Regions from separate parts of the Zea mays genome. Here region 2 is linked to region 1. A link is a contact called in public Hi-C data. All regions are on one chromosome and are shown on one strand. The core of a region is the stretch at or near the end of the contact, and the rest is flanking DNA. Distances in the headings are between cores, read along the strand shown. Region 1 holds the start of LOC100279988. Region 2 holds the start of LOC100191300.

Region 1 (6,600 bases), core at 1,130-3,629:
TTCTAACTTCCCATTTGGTGAAAAAATTATGTCAACTTTATGGAAGACAAAATCATATATCAGATGTTTTACTTACACTCTGGGTTATATAAGTATACGCTGGGTCTGCCAAGTATGTGAAAGAAGTACCAGTGTCAAAAATAGTAATGAAGTCCATGTCTGTTGGTTTATTTCCAACAGTAATCCCGCTTATAGTGATGGCGTATGTGGGACTGGACAACACGAAATAAATAAAGAAGGAATTAGATATCAAGACATGGGGGGTGATGTCAAGAGGTGTCTAGTCTAGAGGTTGCTAACTGTTGTCGGTTGATGTCAAGAGGTGTCTCTTCTTGGTCTGAGCTCTCTTGGTCTCCAAAGCTGATTCGCCCAATACCATCACGACCAAAGCACATCGAGAAGGAATTAGATGTCAAACCTTTCTGAGCTAAAATACTTGGAACTGAAACCTCATCTATTCCAAGTCCAAAAAGACCATTAGGAGCAGCAGCATCCAGAAATGACCCTGTTTGAGTCTGTCCACAACTAATGAAAAAGAAGTAAATTTTTTTTCAGATACTGCATGTAATGTATTTTACAAGTAGATCCAGATTCCAGAAATATGATTACCCAAGCATTATTTGTGCCTTGAGAATTTGAGGATGGGCATTCTCCGTTGAGAGATAAAGCACATCTTCAACTAAAAATCCAGAAGAAGATGTGCCCGCAGAGACATACACCATCTTGTATGGACATTGCAATGCTGTGGAGCATTCTTTTTGAAGATCACAGAAGTTGCTGTTGCACGGAACTGCTTTACTAGTTGACGACATACCAGGGATGTAAAATGTAGCCTGAAACTCAAATGGTGAGATAAAAGATAAATTTCAAGGAACATACATGTAAACAGTTCCAACATAAAAAATTTACTGTCATACATCAATTTCCAGATTAGTAGTACAGTATACACACTAACCGTGAGAGAAATAATAGGGAAAAACTGCTATATACTTAGTAAACACAATAATGAATTCCCACCTGCACATCAATAGCCTTTCACACAGCATGCTATAATGTCCCATTACTCAATGCAGCTTCAAATTCTCCACATTTTGATGTATGCTAGTACATGGCTTGTATAAACATGCCTTTTGCTCAATTGAGCTTCAATTTTGTGTTTAATTACGTTCGCTACAGTTGAACATAAAAGGCATGGAATGAAACTCACTAGGCATATCAACGTGTTTTTGAGAGGAGGGAAATTATCATTAAAGCGTTGCCTTTAGATTGTTTTTAGATGATGGATAAAATCAGGCATCAGACTAAAATTATTACAAAGTCTGAGTTTAATGTTAATCTAACCATGAGCCTCTTTAAAGCCTTTTTGTTACATGAATAGGCATATCAGAAGAATAGAATATTAACCATAATATGAGTTTCACATGTCACAGCTTAGAGTCCTGCAACGTGACAAAAATATTCTTAGATATGCAGTTAAGCATAACACTTGCAAAAGGGTATCAAGATACAGCACAAATTTAAGCATGCACTAAATCCTGAATACACTGAACAATTCATAAGTTTCTAAAGTTGGAATTATTGCCAACACTCAGCTGTGTGGAGTGATACTCATTTCTGACCATAACCAAACAGATCCGAAGATCCACAGAATTCTGAGGAGAGGTGAGCTCTTACTGATCCAGAGGCAGCAGTGGCTGGAGGCGTGCAGCCGTCACACTGGCAAGGCAGCCAGAAGAGATCGCTGCCTGTGTCCAGCGCCACCATGAACGTCTGGCCCGGTGTGCCAACGGTCACAAGAGCATAGTGCAAACTACACCAGAATCAAGAGGAAATAATTTTCTGGTGAAATTCTCAGACACGGAAACGCAAACATACACAATTCTGACAGACAGAGACAGATGCCTTACAATCCGAGGTTGCTGACCTTGAGGGTGGCATTTCCCTCGGCGAAAGTGAGCGGTGGTGCGTCGCTGCTACTACCCCCTGCTGCCGACACCGCCCGGTGGCGATCGTGCCCGGCAAGGGCGGCGACGTACGCGGCGCTGCCGGGAGCCGGCCACCCGCCAGGGAGCGCGCGCCCTCGGGCCTCCACCCACCGCCGCAGCGGTGCGGAGAACCGATGGTGGAACTCCAGCGACGGCGCAGTCGAGGCGTCGCCGCCGCGGCCCAAAGCAGCGGCGGCGAAGAGCGGGAGCAGGAGCAAAGTGCTCTGGAGTTGAGAGGTCATTTGAGAGGTGGCCGCAGCATGTGATCCGGCGAATCGGGGCTCGGATAAAGCTGTTTGGGCGGCGGGAGCGGGCGGCAGCGTGGTTCGCACTCCTGCGGCGACAGTGACGGCGGCGGCGTCGCAATTGGCGAGGTGTTGCGCGCTGCGCTGGGTTGGTCTGCTTTGCTGCTTTGCTTTCAGATCGTGGGTTGTTAAAGACCTGTTAGGACTTTGGTCTGTCGGAGTTTCCTTCTTTAACTTTGGTAAATAAATCTAGAAAGTACACATGTGATTTTGTTTCGAGAACACAGACCTACCACCTACATGAGGGGCCGCAGGCCGCTGTGCTACTCCACCTCGTTTGGAGCTCTCACCCAGGCCCCAGCGCTCCCCATTTTCTTCTTCTTCGGGTTCTCCCTCTAAATTCTAAATTGGTCCAATTGCTGACCAAACAAAAAATATGCTCAAAGAAGTTACTATATTATTTGTATAATAACTGTATAAATAAAAAATTTATTCGTCACGCAATTAGCGAAGCAAAAGCATAGGTGGAAACCTTTTCGCTTCGAAAATGGTCTCCTGTAGTCCTGTGCTGTGTAGGGCTACCAGACGATGGTGCAAAAAAAAAGTTGGCAACGCTCTGCTTCCGAACTTTTAAGAAAAACTAAGTCCCTATCTTCTCGCCTTTTGCAAATAGCGCAAAACCAAATACAGGCTTACCACAATAGAAAAACTAAATTTTGTATGGACTAAAATTGTGGATCTTTAGATAAATCTATAAAAGTTAGCTAGTTTCTGTCGGCTGAAAGCTAGCGACGGAAAATAGTAATTTTCGTCGGTAGTCTAACATAGAGTGTTGATATTAACTAGTTTCCTAATGATTGTCACTCGAAATAAAATGAGCCTCTCTATACATTGTCGCAACTTCCAATGCAATAAGTATGATCCTTATTGTTGAATGCTTAGAGTTTGTGCAAGCCTCTATGACCACCCGTTGACACATAAAATCCATCGGGTCATCCCGGACTCCGATAGAACGCCACGACCCCCTGACTCTACCTGAGGCCTTTGACCTAACCGATGCAGGAGAGGGAGTCATTGTTGGGGGGCATACATTGTCGAAGGTCCTCTGATTAACTGTATTGCATGACTACCTTAAGGACACAACAAAAGCCATGCCGAAGATTACTTGTTGACGAAGAAACAAACAACGAATAACACATAGCTTCGGCATAAGTAAATGTGTTTAAGGAACGTTTCTTCTTACAAACGAAGCCAACATTCGGCTGAAGCATTAAATAAAGACACTTCGTCTATGTGCAAGCAGCAGAAACGACGACCAAAAGCAATGACTTCCCTAAATGACGAAGGCTGAGACCCAAAAACCAAAGACAGATAAAATATGATACTGACATTGTATTATTTGTAAACAGCGTATGAAAGCTTTGATGGGCATTACTGTAAATATGTATAAAGATGGTTAGTCTCCCCTATAAATAGATGAACAGTGCGCTGCATAAAGTACATTTTCCAAGGACCATAACTTTGTAGTGTTTAGCCTTCGAAAACCTTCTTGCATCCCACTGTTCATGAGCCGAAGGTATGTTTGTAAATTCATCTAATGTATTGAGAAAGTGTAACACCTTGCATTTTGGGGTATAAAAATTTCTTTGCTCTGTCCTCAAAATTCAGGTGTTACCTTTCCTTTCTTCACTTTTCTTTTCCTTTTATTAAAACAATAGAGAGTTATTTTGTTTTATGTTGGCGTGAGCCCTAGAAGTGTCATGGTTGTTGCATTCATGCTGTTGCATAATGTTTCTAAGTGCAAGAAGTGTTTGAAACATGATAATTTGTCTTGTAGAAGTTTCTCGTAAATTTTCATATTTTCTATTTTCTGAAATTTAAAATCTATTTATTTGAGGTACTTAAAACATTTTTCAAAAGTACTAAACATGTTTTTTGTGTTCATTAGGTGCCAAATCATATCTAGAAATTTTCCTGTAATTTTTGAAGTCTTCGAGATATTTTTTGGGCATTAAAATTGATTTCAGCCTTTTTCTAGAATTATCTTTAATTTTAAAAATGAGATAATTACGAAAATTAATATATATATATATATATTATGACTGGAATCCTCTCGTCGAGCCCCTGGGTTGATCGGACCCGTAAACACTTCCTAGGTGAATGATTAGGGATCCACTATGAGGCTTTCACAAAATATTTTTAGTACAAAACCACTTGCTAAGGTTTTCACGTTAGTATTGGTGACTCTCTGGGCGAGGTATCTTAGCCAAGACTACCACCCCATGTTAACGTGAGCTGCCACCAAACCATTGTCATCCCCTCTTACCCATCTTTCAGGTAAAGTTGCTAAACACTAAGTCTATAAAACTATTTATCAAAGCCAAAACCATGATAGCACTCGTGGTTGCACTATTTTCCTGGATGGTCACTCCATGTTCCATTTAACATAACATGGTCTTGTTTAATCATCGGATTAACAACAAGAATATAAACTTTTGGAACATTAACACTCGTTCTACTGCGACAACGTCAGCACGGTCTACCTCTCCACCAATTCTGTGTAGCACCAGTGTACAAAGCACGTGGAGATCGACCTACACTTCATCCGCGAGCGTGTCACCGTCGTTGAAGTTCGAGTTCTCAGCGTAACCTATCTTCATCGATTTTCGATCCACTCTCAACATTATTACATTATAGAGTTGATACTACGTTGGGGGTGTTAGAACCCATTTAGGATTTTGGGGTTAGCCCCTTGTAATTACTTTCATACTCTTAAACTAGCTCCAACAAGGAGCTCTAAAGGGTTCTGTACCCTAAATTTAGAGGACGATGACGTCCTCTACTCACTCTAGCAGCGTCCTCTAAACGGTTTTCTAAATTTAGAGGACGCTGCTGGATCCTCTATATATAGAGTTTCTCTAAACGGTTCTCTATCTATTTGAATACTTTAAACAACCGGTTTAGTAAAACTAAAATATGTACAATATATTTGAGAGTATGACAAACACGTATGTATAAAAATTAAAAATTAAAAAATATCTTTAATATAGATATTTACATATAGAGGACGTGATTTAGAGGACGTTGTCGGAATGAAAATAGATATAGGGGATATAATCTTTTAGAGAAGACTGTAAAAGACGGATATAGAGGATGTATATAGAGGACGTTGCTGGAGATAATCTTACGTAGGTAGTGGGTCAGGTCCAACATCTATTGGTTTATTAATACAAGTCTTAATCCTAAGTAAGTCAAAATCCATAGTAAGTCAAAATCCACCTCAGGGCTTGTTCGTTTCACTATTAATCTATGTGGATTGAGTGGTATTTAGTCGGTTTAAATTTATAGCAAGTCAAAATACATCCCAATTCATTCCAATACAATCCAATCCATATGGAATTGGAATAACCAAATACGGCATCAAGACACTCCAATCCTCTTCAATCCACATGGAATGAAAATAACCGAACAAAGTCTACATGCGGTTTGGATTGTACTGGAATGGATTGTTATGGATTTTGATTTACTATAGATTTAAATTGAGTTAATATCACACAATACACATGTATTAACAGTAAAACGAATAATACCTTAAAATGGGATTGAGACGGTGTCTGGCATAAGGTGGGGACATTGCTTTGAGGTTTGTGGCATCTATTTTTTTCCCGTGGAGAGGAGGCTCGAGCGAGATAGCGACGAGGAGCATGCAGTGGTGGAAGGCATGTGCAAGCGCTAGGCGAAGGCTAAGGCACGAGCTGGAGCGCGCGAGAGAGAGGCGAAGTCCAGCGGTAGAGGGTGGGAAATATTTTCTTTCCAAATAGACGACCCAAAAAAATCTATTTGTTGTGTCCGGTCCGCTTTTAGAGATTGATATTCTACGTGCTGTTCTTCAACTGGGTCGTTGTAAAGTTGATAGTTGTACTCAGCTCGGTCGAGACCAGTGGTTCAAGTCTTAGTTACTAGGTGAGTGTTTGTGCTTTGCAACGGTAACATATAATATCATGATACATTATTGTTTGGCACCAAAATGAGTGTGCGGACGGTCCGGCCCTGAGGCCGGACAGTCCGCGGTTCGGACAGTCCGCGCGTGCGCAGAGCAGATTAGGGTTTCGAGTTTTGTGCTATGGTTGTTAGATAGATTCGCGGAATTAGCTCGGAAATCAGTTGTGTGAACACTAGTACAATTTGGCTCTATACAAGCGGTAGGCTTTTTACATCACAGGCGGTTTAGATAGAAAACCGTCTGGGATGTCCCAGGCTTTCGAACCGCCTGTGCTGTATTAGTATCACAAGCGGTTTTTGTTTCGAACCGCTTGTGGTGCTCGATCCGTTTCACAAACGGTCCGTAATGAGAAAACCGCATGTGATGC
Region 2 (6,600 bases), core at 2,752-5,251, 250 kb before region 1:
AAAAAGTTATCGTCATGGCAGAGGGAACATCTAAATTCAAGAACACAAAAGGATATTGTTCTCAAGCAGACAATTTCTATAGTTCTCCTGTTATGACAAGTTAAAACAATGTCACAAAATGTATTCCATTTCATTATCCTCACATTCTTTGGAGGAGTCTAGGTTGTTTTCTTGGCTTTAATCCGTATCGGCTTCTACTTTTCTACAGTGTTTTGTCTCTATGTTTAATTCTGGTGATTTGTGAACTATATTATCTGACAGTTGAAAAATGCATCGTATAGTTGTCTAGTTATGTATAGTTGTCTAGTGGTGTTCTTGCCCTGGCTCTGAAAGCCACTTGCGATTTTAAACTCGTTTTTTTAAGCTTTGCCATTTTAACCTCAGTTTTTTAATGCAAAGCTGCTGTTCGCCCCTATTTTAGACCCTGATGGATGAATGTAATGAATTAAAGAAAAAAAGAGAGAAAAATAGAAGAAGATACTAACCTCTGACCTTATCCTAACCCTCTTAGATTTTGTTGATGGTTGACTAAACATGTTCAACTTTGCTTAAATTTGAAATATTTTCAAGTTTTAATATAAATTCTCTTAAAATATTGTCTTAATATTTTATGTTAAAATAGAGGTTAAAGTTATATAGTACTAAATATCTGGGGGCAAATTCACACGGATAATCTATTCCTTTTTAGTTCAACCTACAATGTTAACTCCTCTAAAGCGAAAAGGCATCTAGATGAGTTGGTTAGGTGGTCTGAGTAGTGTTGGAGGCCTACATTGTTGAAGATCCTCAAAATATCTGTATTACATATTAAGTGTGTTTCAGGTGTACAATGAAAGTCAGACGAAACAGGTCTTCGGCTATTTCAGGTGTACGATAATGGTAGAGTGAAGTTGTCTGTTGGCCGAAGCTACGAGAAGAGAAGCTTCATCTATGCGCACAAACAACAAGAATGCGGATCGAAGTAACCAGCTTCGTCAGAGGAGAAATCTCGGACGAAGGTGCAATAAGTGTGAAAAAAGGGAAAAGGCAGTAATAATACCTCAGGGGCACAATTGTAATTTGTAAAAAAGACAATTCATCTTCCCTATAAATATATGAGCAGTGCCCTACATAAGGCACCTCTTGGAGGGCCATAGCTTCGTGTCGGTTAGCCTTCGAAGAAACTTCGTATCACCTTCTGTCAAGGGTCTGAAGGTATGTTTGTAAATCTATCTAGTGTTATTCCATTACGCTTCATTTCTATTTACATTTCCACCTGAAGACCTTAGTCCTCCGCATTAACACTCTAAAGAAGTGTTAAACTCGGGACGAAGGTCCCCATTCCTAACTTGTGTTGCCTTGATTCTCAATGCCTTCAGGGGATTGAAATCAAGTACTCAACAAGTAGCACTCCTCAGGTTCTGAGTTCGAATCCCAATGGGAACAAATTACAAGCTGGGATTAAAAAAGGTCACTCGTTGGTTCCCCTGGTTGTGTGCACACGAGATGGACTGACCTATGAGGGGCAGATCCTCGTGTAGGGGCTGGGAGAGCTCAAAGCACGAGTAAATATCTGGCCAATATGGGTCGGACACTCATGTTGCACGAGGGGCAGCTTTCGTGACCTTTCTCGGTCGGGGTTCCAATTGAGCTTCTTAATATAATACGTGCGGGCGTCTTTCCCCTACCGGCCGAGTAGTGTTAACTCCTCTAAAGTCTAAACTAGGAGTAAACTCTACCTTCGTTTTGGAAAAGCAGGGACAGTATCACAAAGTTAAATGAGGGCAAAATCACAATTAGACTTCAAAGCAGGGGTAAGAAATAAGAACACAAGACCTAATTGTTTGTGCTTAGGCACCGTCACGAAAAAAAGAGCCCCTAATTGCTACACATTCTTATTTGGTTTTTGCAAAAGTCCAGACTTGGAGCACTGGTGAATGGAGATGCTTGGCTTTGCTGTTGGCTAATTGGAAAGTTGCAAGGAAAATTGAAAAACGGCAATATTGCAAGGTAATTTTAATGTTCCTGTTAGGCTGCTAGTACTTTCAGATAGTAATGCAATATAATTTATTTAAAACTACTATCATGCATTTTTTGGAGGATGCTGCATCCACGTATCTATGACACGTATGAGAGTTTTGTTGCCGCATAAATATTAACATCCCTATCATTGTGAGCAACATGGAAACATGGGGGTGATGGAAAATAAAGAGAATAGACAGAGCGGAACATGGTGGCATGCCACATATTGGCTGCTACAATGGAGCTAGATGCATTAAGGAGTAGCCTTGTCATGCACTTTTACATGGGTTAGGCGGTTAGCAGAAAAAAAAAACCAGACTAGCCCAAGAAAAGTAAGATTTTTATGGTTTTAGACCAGCAAATTATATACAAGCTCAACAGTTTTGAGATGGCAGGCTGCATCTCTGTCTCTTCAACCTACAGCCTAACAGAACTCATGTTTCTAATAAAAAAGGAAGACAAAAAAAACTGATACCTGCTGGTCCCTAACTTTTCTGGTGCCACCCCGCCCCCCACCATTATTCTATATGGCTCAGCAAAGGAAGGCAAGTTTTCTTGGTTCGTTTAGTTCTGTTGTTCTCTCACACTGATTAGGGATGCAAGTGGGCTAGCCCGTGAACCCGCATAAAGGCTTAACTTTGTGGTTGTGGCCTTGTGGGTAGCTCGTGGCAACCCGCAAAATTAAACCTTTATGTGGTTCACGGGATAGCTCACTTGCATCCGTAGCTGTGAGTTCTTCCACCCAATCTGGGACAAGGAGTATGATTTGGATGTTTAGATGCCTGATACGACAGCAGAAAGCTCTGTTTGGGATGAGTTGAGTTAATTCTGGAGGCAGTCGAGCAATGTTTTTGAAGATAGTAGATCGCACACCTGCAAGGATATAGTTCGATTCAAGGGTCCCTCCCTAACTAAGGATGACGGTAACAGGCAGCGCTTGATGGTTTTCAAACCAAACCAAACTGGAACACAACCTTATAGTTGGTTTGATCCTGGTTGGTCTTGGATTGGTGTTGCAGTTTCTGCAGTTAACCAAACAACAAACAATATTGTGACCACCAACAATCAGCAGTTGTGGAAATAGAAGTAATCCTTGTGGAATCAACTTAATGGTCATGTATCATCCTCATCTTCAGCAACCTAGCACTCCTCTCAGTAGTGATGCACCCTTTTGTGATGAATGACTGCTTCTTGAATTTACCAGATTAAGTTCATCTATTGGAGTATTGGGTGTGTGTCTTATCCATCTCTAAGCAAGCAGAGCAAAGCATGTAGATTTTTTATTATATAAGATGATGTGCTCTAGCATTTAAAAAATGCATATATTCCTGCACAAAAATGAGTCAAAAAAATCTCCTGATCCCAGAAGTGGAAAAACTCTCCTAACCCCAGAAGTAAGTGGAAATCTGATTTCAAATGTAACATACACTGGAAGGTGACTCACCTCTGACCTTGTTGCAGAAGGGGCACGCCTGGTACTGGTACAGCACCACGTTCTGCGGCAACAGATCCGGTTGCGGTCGCTCCTTGGCCTTGGCCTCCGCCGCCGCTACAGTAGCGAAGGTAAGGGAGAAGGATACTGCGCCGGCAACCCCGGCAGGCATCACCCTCGAGGATGGAAGCGGCGAACGGGGCGGTGGCGCCGGCGCTGCACACCACCGCGCGCCCGCGGCGGCGGCCGTGGCGGGGGAGGCTGCGCCGCTTAGATGGCGCGCTGAGAAAAGGGAACGGGAGACTAGGGTCTGCGCCGCTCGCAACGACCTCATCTTGGCAAGGTTCTAGGGTTTGGCCTGGTCGCCGCCGGTGAACGACAATACTAGATCCGAAGGGCTCTAAACCCAGTGCCCTGTTTCTCTGAACCAAGGCTCGTCGTCAGACTTCAGCTGTTTGGTTGGTTCGCGGCCTGCCAGCAAAGGTTCTGGGCTTCTGGCCGCCGGGCGACCAGAATCAACCGTGGAAAGATGGACCCATAAGCAAGAGCTTTCTGGCGAACCAAAGACGTTCATAGGTCCTACCAGCGAATGGAGATAGCGACGGGTACTCGTGAGTCGCGACCCGATATATCGACGGGTACGCAATTAGGATATGTATATAGGTTTACCTGTTGATCTATTATTTAACAAAAATCTTTATCTAATGGTTAAACGGGTATTAGAACATTGCACCCTCACTCATACGCGTTAACATGTGACTATAAAATACATAACATAAATTTAACTCAAAAGCATGAACTTGTGCTTCAGTCATATTTTTTACTATTTTAACGACATTTTGGGCCATAGTGTCATAGAATGCTTAACAAATATTTGATGACCATATAATGGAACATGTAATGCGTTATGTGGTTGTCGGCGTTTTGGATCCGCTAGGACCCTCAACCGACCAGTGAATTTGATGTTGCGTGTCCCTGCCCAGATGGGTTGATGCAAGATTAAACACAAGAGGGGGATGAGGCTTATATTATCTTGCACCGGGGTGCTCGTAGTAGGGGTTACAAGCGTCGAGAGAGAGAGGGTTTGGCCTTGGAGTGAGCCGTCTGAGTTGGCCTCCTTCGCCTCTGCCCTCGCCTTCTCTCCCTGCTCCTCCCTCTCTGAGAAGGTCCTGGACATCCCCTTTTATAGATACAAGGAGATGATCCAGTTGTACATATGGGAGTGTAACTGTGCGCTAACGTGGCAGGCGAAGAAGTGCTTGAGCTCTGTAGAAGCATAGCTGACGGTGCAGCCCGGGGTCCTGCTGACGTTTCTTTGCCTTCGTAGGGAGTTGAGAACAATCGACGTCATGGACGCATGCAGGGAACCATCATTACCTGTTGCCGGAGTAATCTAGATGGGACACCGGTCTTGTTCCTTCGTAGTCTGAGGCAGCTAGCTAGGGGTAGGGTAATGATGTATCCCCTGTGGCGTAGTCGGTCCGAGGCCGAGGTCGGGCGAGGCAGTGATTCCTCCGATGCCGAGGCTGAGGCCGAGGCCTGGGATCGGGCGAGGCGGAGCTCCCTGTTGTGCCCGAGGCTGAACTCGGAGGAGGTCGTGACTTACTGTCGTCAGTTTTGCCCTGGGGGTTGGCACAGTAGTCGGAACAGGGTGAATAGTGTTGTTTCCCTGTCAGAACGGTCAGTAAAGGGGGCGAAGTGACTGCGATCATTTCGACCTTGCCGACTGAGGCGCGTGTGTCAAGATAAGATGCCAGGTGATCCCCGCATTAAATGTGCATGCGATACGGTCGGTGGTAAGGCGATATGGCCGAGGTTGGTGTACGACAAAGTTTGCCCGAGCTTGGCCTCGGGCGAGCCGGGGGTGTGCCCACTGCTTGAGGAGGCCCTCGGGCGAGGCGTGAATCCGTCCGGGACTACTGTTCTTGTCTGAGGCCGGGATCGGGCGAGACGAGATCGCATCTCTTGGCAGATGAGGCCCTGACTTGAACCGTGCTTGTCAGTCTTTACGGTTTGTTCTGAAGATGTTTTTCAACCGTGTTTAGGAGTATTGGAGGTACTCCTAATTACGGTACCCGACAGTAGCCCCCGAGCCTCAAAGAGAGTGTAGGCACTCGCTTGGAGGTTCCGCCGGATTTTTTGCAAGGGGACCAGCCTTTCTCGGTTATACTTTGTTCTGATGGGTGCGCGCGAGCGCACCCGTTGGGTGTAGCCCCGAGGCCTCGGAGGAGTGGTTTGACTCCTCTGAGGTCTTAATTCTTTTCGTGATTCCTCGGTTGGCCTTGTTGTTCCCTCATGCGGCCTAGCCGCAGCTCGGGTGCATGATCGGGCTCCGAGTTTTTAAGCTAGTATGTCGACGTGGTCGACAATTTGGCCGTAGCCTGGTGCAAGAGCAGCCTCCGAGCCTCTGCACGGAGCGAGAGGACGATCGAGGGTCGTCTCGGCTTTTTATTGTACGCCCCGTCGTCACCTTTTCGCATGGAGGAGGGGGAACGTGTCATGTTACCCTCGGTGGGCGCTGAACATGGTGTTTCCAGTGAGTTGCTAGCGGGTAATCCGAGTGGACACCCGAGCCCCGTTCGATAAGGGTCGACTAGTGGCCCAGAGGCGCGCTCCAAAAGTACCTGCAGGTGATTCGCTGGACCCGGACCCATTTGATAGGGTCCGAGGGCTCGGTGCCTCCCTCCGGTGGGATTCCATTACAAATCATTCCTGCTAGTCTCGGAAATGTCTTAGGGTACCTCGGGAGCGTAGCCCGAGCCTCGGCCATGTAACGGACGTACCCAGGGTCATCCCTCACTCTGCATGCTCTGGGGCAGCTGTCGAACCCTTCCGAGGGGCCAACCTTTGATCCCCTGATCAGTAAAGGGCTCGGAGCCCGAGTGCTCTGGGGCAGTTGTCGATCCCCGCAGGGCGCAACCTTCGAACCCCTGATCAGTAGGAGGGCTCGGGGCCCGTTTCCTTCGCTGAGAAGGATCCTTTCGAAATATCCCTTTCTCGATCCCTGATGTGGGGGATAGATATCCCCCGGGTCCACTAAAAGAGTAAAAGACCTCACGAAAGGCCCAAGGGCCCAATAAATCGTAAGGTCATTCTTTCGTGGGCCTGGGGAGGGACAACCAGCAAAGCAGATCGACATGGGGCCGGATTGGTGCAAACCCGGACGG

What was found. Hi-C and Micro-C count contacts between places; a contact is called where the count stands out from the background.
Region 2: a Hi-C map of ear shows a contact between it and region 1, with 2.2 times the contacts expected there. The contact joins the promoter of LOC100191300 here to the promoter of LOC100279988 in region 1. A contact is called at or near these places in 2 of 25 Hi-C or Micro-C datasets (ear and tassel).

The regions. Positions count from the first base shown.
Region 1 is chr2:85,767,062-85,773,661 of Zm-B73-REFERENCE-NAM-5.0, reverse strand. It overlaps LOC100279988, which reads right to left and starts at 2,379. Exons shown (of 10, transcript NM_001152936.1): 1 at 1,925-2,379; 2 at 1,675-1,810; 3 at 610-833; 4 at 301-525; 5 at 77-212. The coding sequence starts at 1,938.
Region 2 is chr2:86,015,433-86,022,032 of Zm-B73-REFERENCE-NAM-5.0, reverse strand. LOC100191300 reads right to left here and starts at 4,001. Exons shown (of 6, transcript NM_001136734.1): 1 at 3,446-4,001. The coding sequence starts at 3,767.